Regions from separate parts of the Sus scrofa genome. Here region 1 is linked to region 2. The links are chromatin contacts, called in public HiChIP or PLAC-seq maps. All regions are on one chromosome and are shown on one strand. Each heading gives the region's core, a stretch centred on a gene start, on an enhancer-like site or on the middle of the called end of the contact. The rest is flanking DNA. Distances are from core to core; before and after follow the strand shown. Region 1 overlaps SERTAD2 (SERTA domain-containing protein 2). Region 2 has its middle 62 kb from the start of SERTAD2.

Region 1 (6,120 bases), core at 2,657-5,156, 180 kb before region 2:
TCTGGAAGCAGCGTCCCGTCCCGCACTCAAAGTGGGACTCGGACATCACACACAGGCTCACGTTCTTCCCTGTTGGGACATCGCTTTGGAAAAATAAGACACAAAGATAACTGGAACACTTGGTGGTTTTGTTCTTTTGAAAATGGGCCACTGATTTCCCTTGTCTTCCTCATTACACCTTGAATATCAAGAAGGGTGTCGGGTGTCGAGTTAAAAAGCATTTGCGGGCTGCCATTGGGGGTTTTTTGTTTTGATCCTGAAGCCCAGCCTTACAAATGCGACAGAGTCAGAGAACCGCGTGTGGGCAGCACTTCGCTGTGCTTATTTGAACTGCTGCCCAACACATGGGATTTGTTTAAACACACGATTTGCTAACCCCGCGAAAGGACAGTTGTTCTAAGTTACTATCAATCAGTTTTTAACAATGGCACATTGGCCGCCTTGCCCTGTTATTGTCGGGAATCATCAACACTATTGTGCACGTACACGTATGTGTGCGGCCTGTGGAGAGTTTTCGGGTCCTCGGGTTAGCAAAAGCATGGTGTCTGGGCAGCCTTGTTCTCTTCGGAAAAAGGAAGCCCTTCATACAGAAAGGCACAGCGACAACAGCCCTCACCTTAACTACATGGTCCCCGATCCTGCTGAAGGGAATGACATGTCTGCAGTAGTGAGAGGTGTCTGGAGGAGGGTGCCTGCAGGAGACAAGTGCAATTTGATCAGCTTCTCACTGCTCTACTGAGTTGATAATTAGCCTTAAACACACACGCGCACACACACACACACACACACACACACACACACTCAAGTGTGTGTGTGGGGGGGAGTATATCAGAATGTAGAAAGATTTAATCATATCATACACAAATCTTTTGCTTAGATGAGCAGTTCCTTCATCACAAATGTATTTGCTTTGCCATGTGCATTATAAAAATAAACTATCTATGGCTTGTTTAAAGTGCCATTTTATAAAGCTGTCTTTTTTAATTGGCCAGAGAGACTCAATTTTATCCATGGCAAGAAGTGAGCAGAACTGGTGACTGAATATTGACAAATGACCAACAACAAAGACAACAACAAAACAACACAAATCCCATAATTTAAAAATTCTTAAATAAATATAAAAGTTATCCCTAAAGAAGCCATCTGCATTTCAACAATATAGGTTGTAACCAGCTAAAGTACCATTGGAAGAAAGAAAAAACTGCAACGGAAAGGCCATAAGCCATTTCGGCAACAAGCATGATACATTGCAAACGTTTTAAAATTAAATGTACACCGCTAGGATTAAAAAGCTAGTTCTCAAGTGTCCTGGCAGGGAGAGGATGGCGAGGGGAAGGGGTGGAACATGCATAGAAAGTCCTGTCTCTGTATTTGGATAAAACAGCCATGTAAAGTGTAGTTAAAGCAGTTGATTCAAGAAAGCAACTGGATTGGAAGCTGTGATGGAATGGGACTAACTCCAGGTTCAAGAGCCATGGGTGTGGACAGAGTGCATCCTAGGCTGGGCCAAGGAGAGCCGGGCTCACTGGGGATCATGAGGATGCCATTTTCAGCACTTAGCAACAGAGGGAAGGAAAGCTCCAGGGAAGGCAAGCTGGAGAAGACGACGAGCAACATGATGGATGCCTTCCTGGGCGTGGGGGCGGGGAAGGGTTTCCTCCTGACGAGTCCTAAGCTTTGCAACCGGGTGTTAGTTCCATGAAGAGGTCGGTTGCTTTTTGCAAATTCATGTGTAAATTTCAGGTCATCACAAAAATTATGCCCAAAAGGAAAGAGCTGGGGTTTTGTTTGTTTAAAAAAATAAAAACAAGTAAAAGCACAGACTTGGCATAAATACAGTGAGTACGTGGTAGCCGTCCCCTCCGGAGAGAGGGCTAAAGAGAACCATCACTTAAACCCCGAGCTCCATGGCCACCTCCCGCCAACTGCTTAATGCAAGTTTGATGAGAGTGGCTCTGGCTTTGGAAGTCACAGTGCTGGCGGGTGTTCATGCCAGGGGGTCGGTGCTTGTGAAATCTGGGTGTGATATCGCCTGGCCCTTCTTAAAGCGGTGTGTGTGGGGGCGTGTGTGTGGGGGGGTGTTTGCATTTGGGGACATCAACTGCGGATTGATTTGATCCAATTTTCTCTTTGCACCAAACACATATAAAACATTACAACTCTATAAAAGTACAAGTGCAACTTGTACATCTGAAGTTTGCAGGAACTATGTGAGCAAATCCTATCAAAATAGCTATCTCATATGTATAAACAGCATTTGTTTTTAGAAAAACAATATCATAAACTGCGGAATCTGTACAAAAATATAAAATAAATTTGGGCAGCAGTTTCTAAACAGCCATGTAAATGCAACACTTACGAGGAGTAGTTAATGCCTCTAAAAAGGCTGAATTGCCAAGTCAACCTATACAGGGCGAAAATGCCAGAAAAGGTACTGAGATTATCTAAATAATATATATATATTTTCTTTTTTTACCTCTTGCAATAAAACTTATAGAAAAAATAGACAAATATGCACATGCAATTTACAACTTTTCCAACTTATTCCTTGTGCTTCACTTGAACTGTTTATTTTTGTCATTCAATATAGCGACATTGTCTTCAAATGTATTCTTTCCTATTCCCGGGTAGTAGGTCTCCGAGGAACCACTCAAAAGAGCATATTAAAAAGTGGTCATACGTGGATGAAGGCACTCCAACTCTGCTCAAAGCAAAAACTAGTGTGATCCTTTTGTAGAATGTTTCTTTTCTTGGAAAAAGGCAAGCAAGGGTGCATGCACAGTGCGGAGAGCTGTCGGGGTGCAGGGGCGCGGCCGCGGGGCTCAGGACCCGACCAGCACCTCCATGATATGGTCCAGCTCTGTGAGGTCCATCTTGAAAGGCTGGCTCGGGGTGACTGGCTGGCTGCTGTAGGGTGCCAGCGTCTTGAGGAGGTCGTCCGCCGACACCGGGGCCATTTTCGAGGATGTCCCCGATGCGGACGTGCAGGGGTCAAAGTCGTACATGGATGTGTCGATGTCGGCAAACAGGATGTCGTCCAGGGTCAAGTCCGTCAGGAACCCCGTGGACGTGGTGATCTCGAAGTTGCCGGGCAGGGAGTCCATCAGTTTGGGGTCGTCGGGCCGGGAGTCCCCCTCGGGTCTCTGAGCGCCGGCCCCACCGGAGCCCCCTTTCGAGCCGTCCGTCGCGGCCTCCGCGGAGGTAGGTGTGGGACAGAGCTCCTCGATCTCGTCCAGGGCGGAGGAGAAGCTGTCCTTTTCCGGCGGGAGGGCAGGAGGCGCGAGTCGGGCGGGGGCCACGGGCGGCGCGGCGGGGGAAGTGCAAAAAGTGTCATCGTAGTCCTCAAGCAGCGAGGCAGGGGTGAGGCAGGCCTCTAGGGGCGCGGGGCCGCCCAGCTCGCAGGGGGGCGCGGGCGGGGCCGCGGGGGCGCTGAAGGCAGGCGGTGCCTCCCGGGAGCCAGCGCCCAAGCCGGCGCCCCTCGGGTCAGGCGGTGAGGAGGCGGGGAACGCGGGCCTCAGGCTGCCTTCCTGCTTCAGCTCCTCCTGGATCCGCCGCAGCATGTTGTTGATGAGCACAGTCTTTTGCAAGCTGGGCTCTGTGAGGGGCCTGTGGTTGTAGAGTTTCATAAGGGAAATGTTGAAGATAGTCTGGCGCTGTAAGGTGTAAGACACCTTGGACGGACCGTCGGAGGGGGACACGATTTTGCCTTCCAGCCCATCTTCATGCTCATCAAACTTCCGTTTTCCTCCTTTCCCCAACATATATCTGCCAAGGAGAGAAGAAAGAGATGGAATCAATCCCACAAAAACTCATTTTCACCATCAACAAGACGCTGATTCAGAGGTCGGGACTTGGACTCGGGTTCCCTGCCCAGGGCTGGTTACAACAGACGAATTCATTGGGAAATCTACCTTTGTGTGCCGGTGGAGCAATTTTTATCACTCGGTAGTCTGTTGAATGTTATTTCTTGAGAAATGTGTACTGCACAGCCAAGTTACTCGTTACCATGGAAACCGTGATTTTGACTTTCTCCGCTGCTGCGCTTGCATTTGCTTGCCTGTGGTTACCATGCAGGTTCAACTTCCCACCCCAGGTTTATTTTTAAAGACCAAGAAAATACTTACAATGCCATGACCTATACACATAAAGGCATCATGGACTACAGCTTTAACACACCCGGCATGATAAAAAGAACCCAGTTGGAGAAAGGGGAACATGTACAATTTTGGTAGAACTGCCTGTACTTTCAAAACGCCTTTTCCTTCCTTGTAATGCATAGAGCCTTTTGGCTGTTTGGTGACATGGCAAAGCACTTGGGCTGTGTTAAATGGCCACAGTGATTGGGCTGCCACTGCTTTTCAGTCTAGAATCCAGGAGAGAAATGTGTATTTCCAGCCCAAGTTTTCCTGTGGCTCAATGTCATTACATACAGTCATGTCTGAGTGCAGCTGGACTAATTTAAAAGAAATTTGCTCTGATTATAAGCATTGCTGTTTGGGTACTCGAGACAGTTCCTAACAAAATACCTACAGTGATTCCAGAGATACATACGGATTTCAAAGAAACAAAGACCTCTTTTTTTTTTTTTTTCTTTAAACCTTTTTGAACACCCAGCAGCACATGGAGTTCCCAGGCCACAGATCAGATCTGAGCCGCAGTTGTGACCAATACTGCAGCTGTGGCAAGGGGCGGGGGGATCCTTTAACCCAATGTGCCAGGCTGGGAATCGAACCTGTGTCCTGATGCTGCAAGAGACCCTGCTGATCCCACGGCACCACAGCAGGAACTCCAACGACTTTCTTTTCTCAACTTTGAGAATTCAGGGATGGGCTGGATTTTAACTCCTGCCCACCTCACCTGACACTCACAGCCTTGGTGGCCTCCTGGGGTCCTCTGGCCTGAGTGAGGACACCCCTAGCTGCCTGTACCTTCTGGAGAGTGGCTGTTCCTCTCTGAACTTCTATTATCTAAACAGAGCAATCACAAGTCCACTGGCTTTTGCCTCAGAGACCTCACTTTCTAACCATTTAGTCAACAAAGCGATCTGTATGTCATTCAGACTGGGAGACAGTTCTAATTAGGCCAGGCCTGTGCTTGCTCCCTCAGCTCCTCTACAACCCTTACCCACAGGCGCGCGTGTTAACACTCTCCTCAAGGACACTCACTCCTTGTGATATTGTCACACACAAGAAAGTGATTTGTGGGAGTTCCCTTTGGGGCTCAGCGGTTAACAAATCCAACTAGGATCCATGAGGTTGCGGGTTCGATCCCTGGCCTCGCTCAGTGGGTTAAGGATCCGGTGTTGCTGTGAGCTGTGGTGTAGGTCGCAGATGAGGCACGGATCCCGAGTTGTTGTGGCTGTGGCGTAAGCTGTCGGCTGTAACTCTGATTCGACTCCTAGCCTGGGAACTACCATATGCCGAGGATGTGGCCCTAGAAAGCAAAAAAAAAGAGAGAGAGAGAGAGAAAGCGCTTTGTAGTTATCTAGTTTCCTTGTAAAGGCGATCCGCCTTTTTCTGAATTGCCTCATTCGATCCTTTAACTCATACCGCATCCATGCTGTCTTGGACACTCTGCCACAAAGTGGGTAGTCCTGCAGGGAAATAAAACCTGGTCTTCGAGGGGCTCAACATCTCCTATGCCTCATTATCATTCAGAATTATGAGTCTCATCCTAAAGGAATAAGGCCGACCATAATAAAACATAGAACCTCCTTCCAAGGCTTTGTGAAAGGCCATACTGTCCCTCCAGGCAGACAGACAGACAGTGGACACGGAGCCTGGCACACAAGTCCGACTTGGGGTGACTGCCTTTGTGCCTCAGTCTCCAGGAGAGAAGATAGAAGACAGCTGCAGCCCACCAAGGTGAGAATCAGCTTGAGACTTCTGTTAACACTCAGAAAGAATGTGGCGTTACTTGTAGGAAACACTTCCCCTCATTTTGTAAACATTAAGAAAATGGCTGTCAGTCACCAGGACCAAAGACCAATCCCATAATTAACTGTTCTCTGAGGCAAGGAAGGTATGATAGTAACAACTCGCTTATCTAACGCTTCACATGACAGAAACATTTCCTATTGTTCAGTGCTAAAAGTCTCATTTGTATATACACTTTGCATAC
Region 2 (6,182 bases), core at 1,047-3,546:
CATTGTCTCAGATTTTATGAAGGAAATGGTCTGATGGAGGAATTAAGGCAAACGTGGGTGGGTCAGACAGATCTGGCTCTGTTCCTCCTAATTGTTTGACTTTGGGCAACACATGTGCCCAAGTAGAAGATGGCACCAAACCTAAGGCAGCACTAAACTTTCCAACAGGGCAAACTCTCGTAATGTTTTGGTCAACCTAAGCGCATAAAACTTTTAGTGAGATAGATAAAATTGTGATGTGCTTTTTCAATCTATGAATTTAGTTATACATACATGTTTAATACTATTTATACAATATAAAAAGTTAATTTATAAATAATGGCTTTTTTCCCCCCACTCTCATATTTCATTAAAAAAGCCTAAACTCTTCACGCACCTCTTGGTCATCAGAGTGGTTATCACTATGACTAGACTCATTTATTAGGCATTCTCCCTTCCATCTGGATTGTTGGAGCTTCTCTTGAAACTTTTATGGGATGCTTTCCCTGGAAATTTTATCCCAAACCGCAAAGTGCCCATTTGAATAGCATTAGTCAGTTCATGCTTTCACTGGTCTCTCCAACATAACTACTCACTGTTCTGCTTTTTAAAGTGATCATAAAAGGCTTGTTTATAGCAACTTCCAGCATTGCAAATGTGAAGTCACATCCTCAGGAATAACTAACAAATCTGTGTTACATTTTCTCACCTACTTTTGTACTGAGTTAGTGATCTCCCAAAGCTTCCAAAGCTAAGAATTTAGAAAGCATTGTGTAACATGAGAGGCATTGCAAGGACCCTGTAATATTGTGATTTATGTTAAGAAATATATATTTGGTCTTTGTTCCCATTTCTGGCTCAGAGCTCCTGAAACCCTTGGAATTTCACAAGTGATAATAGCTGTAAAGGTGAAATGGGTATCTTTTGTTATTCCTATAATAAGCCCCTTTCAGACACACTTGAGTTATGTTAATGAGCTGATTTTTGGAAAGCCCCAAAATAACCTAAGGATGGGGGTTAGTTGCTAGGGGAGCCAACCTTGGGATTAGGAGATGAAATTTTCACTCCCACCAGTTTGACCTCTGAGGAAGGGAGAGGAGCTGAAGGTTATAGTCATTGATCAAATATGCATATGTAATGAAGCCATGAGTGGCACACCCCCAGAGAGGGCATGGAGCCTCTGGTGCCCCTTCCCATGTAACTGGCCCTATGCATCTTTCCATTTGTCTGTTCCTGAGTTATATCCCTTTTATAATAAATGGGTGATCTAGTAAGTATTTTCCTGAGTTCCTTGAGTCGCTCTAGCAAAATAATGGAAGCCAAGGAAGGGGTCTTGGAAACCTCTGATTTGTATTTTTTTTTTCCTGTTGTTTTTTTTTTTTTTTTTTTTGTCTTTTTGCTATTTCTTTGGGCCGCTCCCGTGGCATATGGAGGTTCCCAGGCTAGGGGTTGAATCGGAGCTGTAGCTTCCAGCCTATGCCAGAGCCACAGCAACGCAGGATCCGAGCCGCATCTGCAACCTACACCACAGCTCACGGCAACGCCGGATCGTTAACCCACTGAGCAAGGGCAGGGATCGAACCCGCAGCCTCATGGTTCTTAGTCAGATTCGTTAACCACTGCGCCACGACGGGAACTCCGAAACCTCTGATTTATAAACAGTTGGTCAGAAGCACAGGTGACTACCTAGATTTGCCATTGGCATCTGAACTGGGGGCAGTCTTGAGGTTGAGCTCTTAACCTGTGAGATCTGTTCCCCAGTAATGTCAGAATTGAGTTGAATTTTAGGCACCCAGCTGGTGTCACAGAATTGCTTGATGTGTCAAAAACCCTCACATCTGGTAACCAGAAGTACCAGAAGTATTAAGTGTTGGTAGGAAAGGAGGCACATAAGAGTGCATTTTTCATTTTCAGATCCCAAAATAAAATATTCTCCTCTTTGGGGGGTGGGGGCAATAATTTTAGGGGGGAAAAACCTTGCCTCATTGGTGAACATATATAGTGGTTAACATCTTTAGACTTTATATGGCCAAGTATAAAATGTAGGTAATAACTGTTACAATGAACTGTGGGCTCCTGGAGGGCAAGAATTTTTACTCCTACATCTAATTTATTCATCTTTGTCCTCTGTGCCCAGCACAGTGACTGGCTCATAACAAGTACTCAAGTATGTATTTCTTGGACAAGTGAATGAATCTAAAATTATTACTTTGTTTACAAGGCATGCATCCATTTCTATCTCCAAGTCTGTCTTGACCTTAGACTCTTCTCACAGGTCATGGTGTGGGAAGTGGCTCCAGTTAAGTGATTATGTAAGCTAATGTGTCACACCCAGGACTACAGGCCAGTTCTTGGAGCAGTGTTCCACATACAGGGATTAAAAAACCCACCTAAGTTCAAATGCATTATAATAGACAAGATCCTGATTTGGAAAGCTGCTACCTCCACTCCCGCTGGGCACAGTTTTGTAACTTGCCACATATATCTATGAAGCCCCAGTGGAGGCAGAGCAGAGTGTTCATACTGGGAGGCCAGTCTGGGCCTGCAGTGGGAGTGGGGAACCCTGGACACATTACTGAGAATAAAAGACTAGCAGCCAGAAATGAGTTTGAGTCGAAAGACCAAAAAAATATAGAAGCTGGGTGGCCCTTCCAGGGACAGGTCAGAACCTCTGTAGAAAGAAATCATGAGGGAGTTCCTGTTGTGGGTCAGTGGGTTAAGAATCCATGGAGTTCCCATCGTGGCGCAGTGGTTAACGAATCCGACTAGGAACCATGAGGTTGCGGGTTCGGTCCCTGCCCTTGCTCAGTGGGTTGACGATCCGGCGTTGCCGTGAGCTGTGGTGTAGGTCTCAGACGCAGCTCGGATCCTGCGTTGCTGTGGCTCTGGCGTAGGCCGGTGGCTACAGCTCCGATTCAACCCCTAGCCTGGGAATCTCCATATGCCGCGGGAGCGGCCCAAGAAATAGCAACAACAACAACAACAACAAAGACAAAAGACAAAAAAAAAAAAAAAAAAAAGAATCCAAGTAGTATCCCTGAGGATGTGGGTTCGATCCCTGGCCTTGCTCAGTGGGGTAAGTAAGGATCCAGCATTGCTGCAAGCTGCGGTGTAGGTCACAGACATGGCTCAAATCCTACGTTGTTGTGTCTGTGGCACAGGCCGGCAGCTACAGCTCCAATATGACCCTTGGCCCTGGGAACTTCTGTATGGCTCAAGTGTGGCCATAAAAAGAAAAGCAAAGAAATTAAAATAATGAAAGAAATCATGAGAAAACTTTCATTACCAGACAGGACATGGTCAGAAAACCAAAACTGATTTATATTTCCTTAAATGAGTATCACTCCACCACGTATTTTTTCAAGGACACTTTACCACAAGTCCTTATGTGCCTGTGAGTGTATGTGTGAGAAGCCTGTACCTAGTGGGGTACAAGATGTGCCAGTTTCCTGCCCTTAAGTAGCTGAAGAAACGGGATCAATAGGGAAGGAGAAAATGAAATTGGCTGAGTACCAGGCAAAATGGGTGCTCTGGCCCTGCTTCCAAACAGCTTAGATTGGAATTACAGCTTTCTTGTTGACCAGCTGACTAGCTTTAGCCAAGTTTGTAACATCTCTGTTCTGTTTCCTACTTTCAAATGTGGGTAATACAGTACCCACCTTGTGGGGTTGGGGTGCAGACTGCATGAGTGGATGTGTATTGTATTGGGTTAAAGTACCACAACAGCTTTGTTATTTCTCCCATCAATTTTTTTTTTTTTTAGGGCCACACCTGCGGCATATGGAGGTTCCCAGGCTAGGGGTCCAATTGGAGCTATAGCTGCTGGCCTATACCATAGCCACAGCAACGCCAGATCCAAGCCGCGTCTGCGACCTACACCACAGTTCACGGCAACGCTGGATCCTTAACCCACTGAGCAAGGCCAGGGATTGAACCTGAAACCTCATGGTTCCTAGTCGGATTCGTTTCTGCCGTGCCATGGCAGAAACTCCTCCCATGAAATTGTGGAGTCTGCTTCTCTCCCCTTGAGCCTCGGCTGTCCCTGTCACTGGTTTGGACCACATGATCAGCAGAATAATGACCCCACAAAAGAGTGAGAGGTTGGAGTTCCCATTGTGGCTCAGCAGAAGTGAATCCAACTAATATCCATGAGGACGTGGATTCAATCCCTGGTCTTGCTCAGTAGGTTGGGGACCTGGTGTTGCTGTGAGCTGTGGTGTAGGTTGCAGACACATCTCGTATCCTGCATGGCTGTGGCTGTGGTGTAGGCTGTCAGCTGTAGCTCAGATTTTGACCCCTAGCCCGGGAACTTCCATATGCTGCAGGTTTGGCCCTAAAAAGCCAAAAGAAAAAGAGTGAGAGGTTGAGTGGCAGTTTCATGATGGGACAGAACCTCCACAGAGAGAAAGCATGAGAAAAAATAATAACCAGACAGGACAAGGTCAGAAAATAAATATTAAATTTTTATTTCCTTAAGTTTCCGTCATGGCTCAGTGGTTAACAAATCCAACTAGGAGCCATGAGGTTGGGGGTTTGATCTCTGGCCTCACTCAGTGGGTTGGGGATCCGGCCTTGCCATTAGCTGTGGTGTAGGTTGCAGCCGCGGCTCGGATCCCGCGTTGCTGTGGCTCTGGCATAGGCCAGTGGCTATACCTCCAATTGGACCCCTAGCCTGGGAACTCCATATGCTGGGGGTGCGGCCCTAGAAAAGACAAAAAAAAAAAAAAACAAAAAAAAACATATATATATATATATATATATATATATATATATATATATATATAATTTCCTTAAATGGATATCACTCCACCAGATTTGGTGTCTGGTGGCATCCCTCTTCCTTGTTCATAGATGGCTGTCTTTTCCCAATGTCCTTACATGGCAGAAGGGGAGAGGAAGCTCTCTGGGTCTCTTGGGCCCCATTTATATGGGCAGTAATCCCATTTATGAGGGCTTCACCCCCATGACCTAATCACTTCCAGAAGGCTTACCTCCAAATACCTTCGCATGAGGAATTAAGTTTGCATTATGAATTTGGGGGACACACAGTGTAGCAGCAGGTATTATCATATCTGTGATAGTTAGAATTATCATTGCACAACTATTCCTCCTTTCCCCCTCCTACTATGACCAGAGTAGACTTGGCCTAGTAACTTGATTTGGCCTGTGGGATGTTAGCAGTGATGTTACCAAACCAAACTTGGCTCCACTCATCCGTGGAGAGTAAAGCCAATCTACTGACACTGTGTTGTGGTAAAGGACAGTGCAGCATTTTTTGCAGGGCACCAAGCAAGGAGGCCAGGGCAGCTAATGCTCAAAACACCTGAACTCCCCAATGTTTCAGCAAAGCATTTTTCTTTCTTTTCTTTTCTTTTTTTCCCTATCTTTTTAGAGCCACACCTGTAGCATATGGAGGTTCCCAGGCTAGGGGTTGAATCTGAGCTGCAGCTGAGGGCTACACCACAGCCACAGCAATGCTGGATCCTTAACCCACTGATCAAACCCACATCCTCGCGGAGACTATGTCATGTTCCTAACCCACTGAGCCATAATAGAAACTCCAGCAAAGCATTTTTAAAGGCCAGGTGAGGGAGGGGAGCTACAGGGTATGTGATCAGCTTGTGCACAATTCTCTGATGGGTTGATAGTGAGGTAACAGGGTGGTATCACATAATCAAGGCTCAGGCTCCAGTAGATCTGGGGGCTCCGTGCTCATGGTCATCAGGTAGTTAATTTCTTCAATTTGGAGGGGATTTTAGCATCTGCAAAACAACTCAGGAAATGTGCATCAGATTCTATTATCTAAGTATTTCAGAGAGGAGCTAGAGCAGAGGATATGGTGAGGAGTCCATCCTGGGAAGGCCCCATAGGGTCCTGTTCTGTTACATTGACACAAACAGAAGCTGTAAATGTCAGCTTGGGCTTCTGCCATCACAAGATGCTGAGGAGGCCTCCAGGTCTCAGAGCAAGGAACAGGTGGAGCAGAGCCACCCAACCACCCCTCAGACCTTCAAGTGTGGGAACACATGATCATGTTTTATGCTGCTGAGTGGTGGTGGGGGTGGTTTTAATGCAGCAATAGCGGATTGATTCACAGTGTTTAGGTGAGAAAATTGAGGCTCAGAGAGCCTTGTTTAAAAACAAGAAAAGCTTGTGGAAATGTTCAGAGTAAGGGAAGCTTTTTATTTAAAAAGTCAAATGAG

The links. HiChIP or PLAC-seq counts read pairs in DNA pulled down with a chosen protein or histone mark.
Region 1: an H3K27ac HiChIP or PLAC-seq map of alveolar macrophages shows a contact between it and region 2. The contact joins two enhancer-like sites. A contact is called at or near these places in 1 of 47 Hi-C or Micro-C datasets (embryonic fibroblasts) and 2 of 2 datasets of contacts at active chromatin or transcription factors (alveolar macrophages and skeletal muscle).

The regions. Positions count from the first base shown.
Region 1 is chr3:77,309,782-77,315,901 of Sscrofa11.1, reverse strand. It overlaps SERTAD2 (SERTA domain-containing protein 2), which reads right to left. Exons shown (of 2, transcript XM_005662514.3): 2 at 1-3,765. The coding sequence starts at 3,761. The coding sequence ends at 2,823. Among named protein-coding and RNA genes, the nearest start is that of AFTPH, 110 kb to the left of the region's middle. Within about 2 kb of position 3,906, at least 9 of the 83 cell types and tissues checked have an H3K27ac peak or open chromatin away from gene starts, as enhancers often do. A contact at or near this core is called in alveolar macrophages, where this site is marked.
Region 2 is chr3:77,127,890-77,134,071 of Sscrofa11.1, reverse strand. No RefSeq gene overlaps it. Among named protein-coding and RNA genes, the nearest start is that of SERTAD2, 62 kb to the left of the region's middle. Within about 2 kb of position 2,296, at least 1 of the 83 cell types and tissues checked has an H3K27ac peak or open chromatin away from gene starts, as enhancers often do. A contact at or near this core is called in alveolar macrophages, where this site is marked.